Linked DNA regions of Sus scrofa: region 1 is linked to region 2. The links are chromatin contacts, called in public HiChIP or PLAC-seq maps. All regions are on one chromosome and are shown on one strand. The core of a region is the stretch at or near the end of the contact, and the rest is flanking DNA. Distances in the headings are between cores, read along the strand shown. Region 1 has its middle 43 kb from the start of ARPIN. Region 2 holds the start of AP3S2 (adaptor-related protein complex 3, sigma 2 subunit).

Evidence for each region. HiChIP or PLAC-seq counts read pairs in DNA pulled down with a chosen protein or histone mark.
Region 1: a contact with region 2 is called in an H3K27ac HiChIP or PLAC-seq map of alveolar macrophages. The contact joins the enhancer-like site here to the promoter of AP3S2 in region 2. A contact is called at or near these places in 1 of 5 promoter capture datasets (liver), 10 of 47 Hi-C or Micro-C datasets (embryonic fibroblasts, epiblast stem cells, fetal liver and 6 more) and 1 of 2 datasets of contacts at active chromatin or transcription factors (alveolar macrophages).

What each region holds. Positions count from the first base shown.
Region 1 is chr7:55,525,042-55,528,825 of Sscrofa11.1, forward strand. No RefSeq gene overlaps it. Among named protein-coding and RNA genes, the nearest start is that of ARPIN, 43 kb to the left of the region's middle. Within about 2 kb of position 1,705, at least 11 of the 83 cell types and tissues checked have an H3K27ac peak or open chromatin away from gene starts, as enhancers often do. A contact at or near this core is called in alveolar macrophages, fetal liver, liver and 2 more, where this site is marked.
Region 2 is chr7:55,460,656-55,464,076 of Sscrofa11.1, forward strand. AP3S2 (adaptor-related protein complex 3, sigma 2 subunit) reads right to left here and starts at 1,697. Exons shown (of 6, transcript NM_001244548.1): 1 at 1,545-1,697. The coding sequence starts at 1,613.

The DNA of each region.
Region 1 (3,784 bases), core at 455-2,954, 64 kb after region 2:
GGTTTGATCCCTGGCCTCACTCAGTGGGTTAAGGATCTGGCATTGCCATGAGCCGTGGTGTAGGTCACAGACATGGCTTGGATCTGGTGTTGTGGCTCTGGCGTAGGCCAGCGGCTACAGCTCCAATCAGACCCCTAGCCTGGGAACCTCCATATGCCCTGGGTGCAGCCCTAAAAAGCAAAAATTAATTAATTAATTAATTTAATTAAATAAAATCTGGGTCTGATAATTTCAACATCCCTGCCATATCTGAGTCTGGTTTTAAACTTTGCTCTGTTTCTTCCAACTGTGTTTTTTGCTTTTTTGTATGTCTTTTTGTTTTTTTCTGGGTAGCTGGGCATGATGTGTTGGTTAAAAATAACTACTGGAAATAGGCCTTAAGTAATGTGGTTTAAATTGCCGGGAGAGGAGAAGCATTTTATAGTCCTGTGATCAGGTCTGAGTCTTAGTGAGCCAATGCCTCTGAACTGTAAACTTCACACATGCTTCTTGGTCTCCACGTCAAACTTCAGTGGGACAGGATGGCAACTGTGGGCTGGAGTTAGGCATTTCACTCGTTCTGGGTGGAAGGCTAGAGCCTGCCTTGGATATTTCCCTTCCCCCAGGTCAATCAGACTCTGATAAAACCCCAGCAGATGAGGCTCTGGTTCATTAGTTTCACTTGAGGACAGACCTTGTTAAGAAGAGAGTGCTGGGGTTCCTGTCTTGGCTCTGTGGTAATGAACCTGACAAGTATCCATGAGGACCTGGGTTTGATCCCTGGCCCCACTCAGAGGGTTAAGGATCTGGCATTGCCATAAGCTGTGGTGTAGGTTGCAAATGCAGCTCAAATCTGGTGTGGCTGAGGCTGTGGCGTAAGCCAGCAGATATAGTTCCGATTTGACCCCTAGCCTGGAAACACTTATGCCACAGGTGCGGCTCTAAAAAGCAAAAAATAAAGACTAGAATGCTCTATTTCTTTTCTTTCTTTCCTTTTTTTTGGCCTTTGGCACGTTTAAGTTCCTGGGCTCAGGAGCAAACACATGCTGTGACACTGCTGGATCCTTAAGCTGCTGACTTACTGGGGAACTCCAGAATGCTCTATTTCAAAATGGTTCCTGGAGTTCCCATCGTGGTTCAGCGGAAATGAATCCGACTAGGAACCATGAGGTTGGGGGTTCAATCCCTGGCCTTGCTCAGTGGGTTAAGGATCCAGCATTGCCGTGAGCTGTGGTGTAGGTCACAGACATGGCTGGGATCTGGCGTTGCTGTGGCTGTGGCATAGGCTGGCGGCTACAGCTCCAATTAGACCCCTAGCCTGGGAACCCTGATATGCCCTGGGTGCAGCCCTAAAAACACAAAAGACAAACAAACGAAAAAATGGTTCCTTTTCTCCTTGCCTTGCTAGAAGCAAGGGGATTTTTCTCCAATATTCTGTGAGAACCTGTTAGAGATACCTAGGAGATAAAACTCACTAAAGTTAGGGGAACTCCCAATGACAGAGTCCTCCCGGAGTTTTAAACTCTCAGAACCATCAAAGTGAGTGTCCAGCAATTTGTCAATTACACCATAGCTCAGGTTTTCCTCCCGAGGCACTGGTTCCCACGGAGGCTGTGGCCTTGGTAAGATGTGATTCTCCATATCCGCCTCTTGTCTTTCCAACTTTAGGGGCAGATGTTTGCACTATGACCTCACTTCCCCTACGGAATTCAGCAGAGTTGTTGATTTTTTTCAGTTTGTTCCATTGTTTACTTATTAGGACAGAGTAGAGACTTCCAAGCTTCTTACATGCTAGAGTAGAAAACAGGAAGCCGAGTCATGGTTTAGAGCCATTTTTGTAAAAACTCAATTTGTAAGGCAATAACTCTTGGTTTTAATTTCTTCTTTTTCTCGCTTTCCTGGCTATCAGCATTTACATACATTTCATGCCTGCCTGAGTGTCTTTTGTAATTTTTTTTTCTTTTTGCTTTCTAGGGCTGTGCTTGTGGCATATGGAGGTTCCCAGGGTAGGGGCTGAATCAGAGCCACAGCTGCTGGCCTGTGCCACAGAAATGTGGGACCCAAGCCACAGCTCATGGTAACACCAGATCCTTAACCCACTGAGCAAGGCCAGGGACTGAACCCACAACCGCATGGATTCTTGTCGGGTTCATTACCCTGAGCCACAATGGGAACTCCACCTTTTGTAATTTTTAACTTGTGTTCAAAGTCTGATTTTTGCTTTTTAAATTTAAGGGAGTCACTCAGGCTAATTGTAATATCCTTTTCTTGTGTCCTCCACACGAGATATACCTATGATAGCACCTATGATATTTCCATAGGTGCCAATATGACATTTGTTTAAGATGAGAGGTCTCTCTAAAAAATCCATTTATTTATTTATTTTGTTTTGTTTTGTTTTTGTGTTTTCGTTTTTGTGTTTTGTGTTTTTGTGTTTTGGCGTACAGAGGTTCCCAGGCTAGGGGGTCAAGTTGGAGCTGCCAGCCTACATCACAGCTCAAGGCAATGATGGATCCTTAACCCACTGAGCAAGGCCAGGGATCGAAATCGCATCCTCATGGATACTAGTCAGGCTTGCTACCGCTGAGCCACAACGGGAACTCCTGTGCTCATGTTTTACCTTATGCTTCTTCCCATTATTACAAATTATACCAAAGACAAAGGAAAATTACGTCTCCCTTTGGGAGAGAATTGGATCAATAACAAACACTCAAAGCTGCACATACCCAAAGAATTAGTTTACACAAATGTGTTCTCCTATTAATCTACATTTGGACAAAGAGAACAAGGAGAACTTCTTGCCTTCCTCTCCCAACCAGACAGTACAGACAGACATCCAGGAGAGTGGCAATGGAAAGTATTCATTTTTTGTTTGTTTTAACTTTTTTCTTTTTTTAGGGCCGTACCTGAAGCATATGGAGGTTCCCAGGCTGGAGTTGAATCAGAGCTACAGCTGCCGGCCTACACCACAGCTACAACAACTTGGGATCTGAGCCTCGTCTGTGACCTACACCACAGCTCGTGGCAACACCCGATCCTTAACCCACTGAAGGAGGCCAGGGATCAAACCCGAAACCTCATAGTTCCTAGTCGGAGTTGTTTCCGCTGCGTCATGCTGGGAACTCCACCTTTTGCCAGCTTTTATCTGTTGTCCCAAGAACTAATCAGCAGTTTTCAGAGCAAGTTGGGTATCCCAGCCTTCTCTGTTCGTTCGTTACCAAAACATTGCAGGAGGAGAAAAACGTTTTTCCTCAACCCATCTGAAGTTCGTTGGCTGGGGCCCTGTAAAATAGTCTGACAGAAGACAAACCAACAAGAGAAAAATAAACCTAAGTTTACTAACATGTGCATCATGCATAAACACTGGAGTACTCAAAGAAGTGGTTTAAAATCTGGACCCTTAGGAGTTCCCGTCGTGGCACAGTGGAAACTAATCTGACTAGGAACCATGAAGTCTCAGGTTCGATTCCTGGCCTTGCTCAGTGGGTTAAGGATCCAGCATTACTGTGAGCTGTGGCGTAGGTCACAGACATGGCTCGGATCTGGTGTTGGTGTGGCTGTGGTGTAGGCCAGAAGCTGTGGCTCTGATTCAACCCCTGGCCTGGGAACTTCCATATGCCGTGGTGCAGCCCTAAAAAGACAAAAGACACAAAAAGAAAAATGTGAACTTTTATAGCATCTTGACAGAGGAACAATAAATTATAAAGAAATGACCAAAGCGATGGGACTCTGATCTCCTAGGGTGGCACATTGTGGAAAGGTAAATATATTGGAGGAAGACATTTATTATGTAGATTCCTCTGTG
Region 2 (3,421 bases), core at 447-2,946:
TCCCACAAACACCTGTACATGAATGTTCACAGCACCATTATTCACAAGAGCCATAAGTAAAACATCAACTGATGAATAACAATTAAAATGTGGTACATCCACACAATGTCAATAAAAAGGAATGAAAAACCGATACATGCTACAACGTGGATGAACCCTGAAAACATGCTAAGTGAAAAAAGGCAGTCAGAAGAGACCACATATTATATTGATTCCAGTTATATGAAATGTCCAGAATAAGCAAATTTAGAGAGACAGAAAGTAGGTTAGTGGTTGCCAAGGGCTGGGGTTGTTGATGGGGAAATATGGAATGATTGCTAATGGGTAGAAGTTCCTCTTCTGGATAATGAAAATGTCCTAAAATTGTGGTGATAGTTGCATAATTCTGTGAAGTACTAAAAGCCATTCCACTGCATATTTTTTAAAGGTGAAATGTATAGTATGTAACTTAGATCTCAGTAACACCTTAAAAAACCTGATGGAGGGAGTTCCTGCTGTGGTGCAATAGGTTAACAACCCTGTTGCAGTGGTTCGGGTTGCTCTGGAGGTGCCTGTTTGATCCCCAGCCCTATGCAATAGAGTTTTAAGATCTGGTGTTGAGGCAGGTGCAGCTCAAATTCAATCCCTCGCCCAGAAGTTTCCATATGCCTCTGGTACAGTCATAAACAAAACAAAGCAAAACCCTGACAGAAAAATTCACACACACACATGCAAATACAAATTGAAGTGTTATTAAATGCTAACATAAAACCGATATAATTATTTAATAAAATGTAATCTAGCTAAAAATTATATGAAAAAGGTAAAAAAATTTTTTTCATTTCTATTTGACAAAAGAGGAAATAAAATCTGAAAGAGATTTATCAACTTGACCTGAACATAAGTTTTCTCACTTCTCCTCTAGGTTTCACCAACCCACCAATTACATTTTTAACCTAGCTCTTAAGAAATAAAACGTCGGGGGACAGGAAGCAAATAATGACGTTTATTCTTCCCAAAGAAACGTTTTTGGAAAACTCAAATTCACATCATCAGGTACTGAGCCCTCACGCGGCTGCATTTATAATTTCTCATCATTTCTCACTTTCCAAACTGACTTTGAACTCTACAGAGTGAAAGGTATCTAGTCCCTAGGCAGTCCCAGCCTCCACTGAAGCAAAATAATTCCAAGAAAGCACTTTTCTAAATCCTCTGGCTAAAGCGAAACCATTTTAAAAAGCTGCGTATTTCTCCCTGGTGAAACTGCGAGGTGAGTTTCACCTCGACAACCGATAAGGTGAAAGCGACCTCAACCATTTAAGCTGTTAACCACCACTTGAGACACTGGAGAAGTGTCACAAAACGGCACAGAAATGCTGGGGTCCTGGAAGGGGTAGGAAAGAACGGGGGTAGCGGGGCCGAGGCAGGTTGAGTCTGGGGGTCACCCATGGCACAGGAGCCCGAAAAGGTCTGCGGGCATTTTCCCGCGCGCTTCGCACAGGCCAAAGGGAGGGAGGGGGGTGCAGGCGCCCCAAAGGGTCGTGACGAAGCTAGGCCGCACTCACGAAACGCTGGTAGAAGCGGACCAGCCGCGGTTTCCCGTGGTTATTGAAAACCAGAATCGCCTGAATCATCTTTGCCCGCCACGCTTCTTTCAGCACCGGCTGCTCCCAGAAAGCATCTCCTTCCGCCACAACACAGACGTTTCCGGTTGATGCGCTGCTGAGAGTGGCCTCCGGAAACTTGTCCCGGCGCCCAGGGGCCGGGCCACGAAGAGTCCGGCCTCCCGGCACGCCTTGGTGAAAACTGCAGGGCGGGAGCTGGGCTCGCCGCGGGAGGGCTGGTGCGGACTCCGAGGCTGAGGAGGTCCGGCCCCTAGGCCAGAGCCGGTGGGCCAGTTAGGGTCTGGCTAAGACGCCACCCTGGCTCTTAGCCCTTCGTACACACCCACCGTTTGCTTAAGAATCCCGCCAGGCGCAAAGCCGAGCACGTCGGAAAAGCAGATGAAGATCGCTCAGTGGATTAAGGATCTGGCTGAGTCGCTGCTGCGGTGCAGGTTCTATCTCTGGCCCAGGCACTTACGCAGGATGGCGCGGCAAAAAAACAAAACAAAAAGGCAGAAACCCCAACAGCAGCCACGCTCCCAGATGAAGATGCTGTGGGATCTTCCATTTCTCCTCGGCGGCGTTAACACATACGGTCCTGCCTTCTTCCCCTTAACACTGCAGAACATTCCACGTGTGCAGATGCAGGCTAATTTAGCCATTTCCCGGTTGGGGAACCTTATGTTCGTTTTTAGTATTACATAAATGCTGAATTATATAGAGGTCTCTTCATGCAAAAGGACTGTCTGTCCATGGTAGACAGCGAATGGTGGAATTAAGGGATCTTTAATGCAATTCCATTTAATAGGTACTGACGATCCCAGATCGGTAGTCTTTGTATTTTTTTTCTTTCTTTTTTAAATTTGGCTTTTGCGTGTGTGTGTATGTGTGCGAATTTCTTTTAATGACTTAGTGGGGGTGAGGTGAAGCCCGTCCCTATATTGCAGATAGAACTGCAAATTGGAATCATCTACCCTGAGGTCTGTTGGCAAATATGCATCAAAAGCCTTTAAAATATAGATTAGACTCAGTATTTCCAGTTTTAGAATTTATAATAAAGGAGTTCCCATCGTGGCTCAGCGGTTAGCAAACCCGACTAGCATCCACTGGGATGCGGGTTGACCCCTGGCCTTGCTCAGTGGGTTAAGGATCCTGCCTTGCAATAAGCTGCCATGTACGTGGCAGACTGGGCTGGGATGGCACATTGCTATGGCTCTGGTGAAGGCCAGTGGCTAAAGCTCCAATTGGACCTTTAGCCTGGGAACCTCCATATGCTGCTGCTGTGGCCCTAAAAAAGACCAAAAGACCAAAAAAAAAAAATATATATATATACATATACATATATATATGTATATGTATATATATATATATAAAATAAAATGATTATGGAAAGATTTAGCCTCAAAAATGTACATCTCAGCAACATTATCACAGAGGAAAATACGAATCAAACTAGTTATTCCAAAATGAGAAACTGGTTAAATGCATTGATCCATGCGCATTTGAGAAATATTAAATAGCTATAAAAAATCATGGTATGGAGTTCCATTTGTGGCGCAGCGGGAACGAATCTGACTAGGAACTATGAGGTTTTGGGTTCGATCCCTGGCCTTGCTCAGTGGGTTAAGGATCCAGTGTTGCCATGAGCTGTGGTGTAGGTCGCAGACTACGAGGCTCAGATCTGATGTTGCTGTGGCTGTGGTGTAGGCTGGCAGCTGTAGCTCCAATTCTGCCCCTAGCCTGGGAACCTCCATATGCCACAGTGCGGCCTTTAAAAAAAAAAAAGAGAGGAGTTCCCGTCGTGGCTCAGTGGTTAACGAATCCGACTAGGAACCATG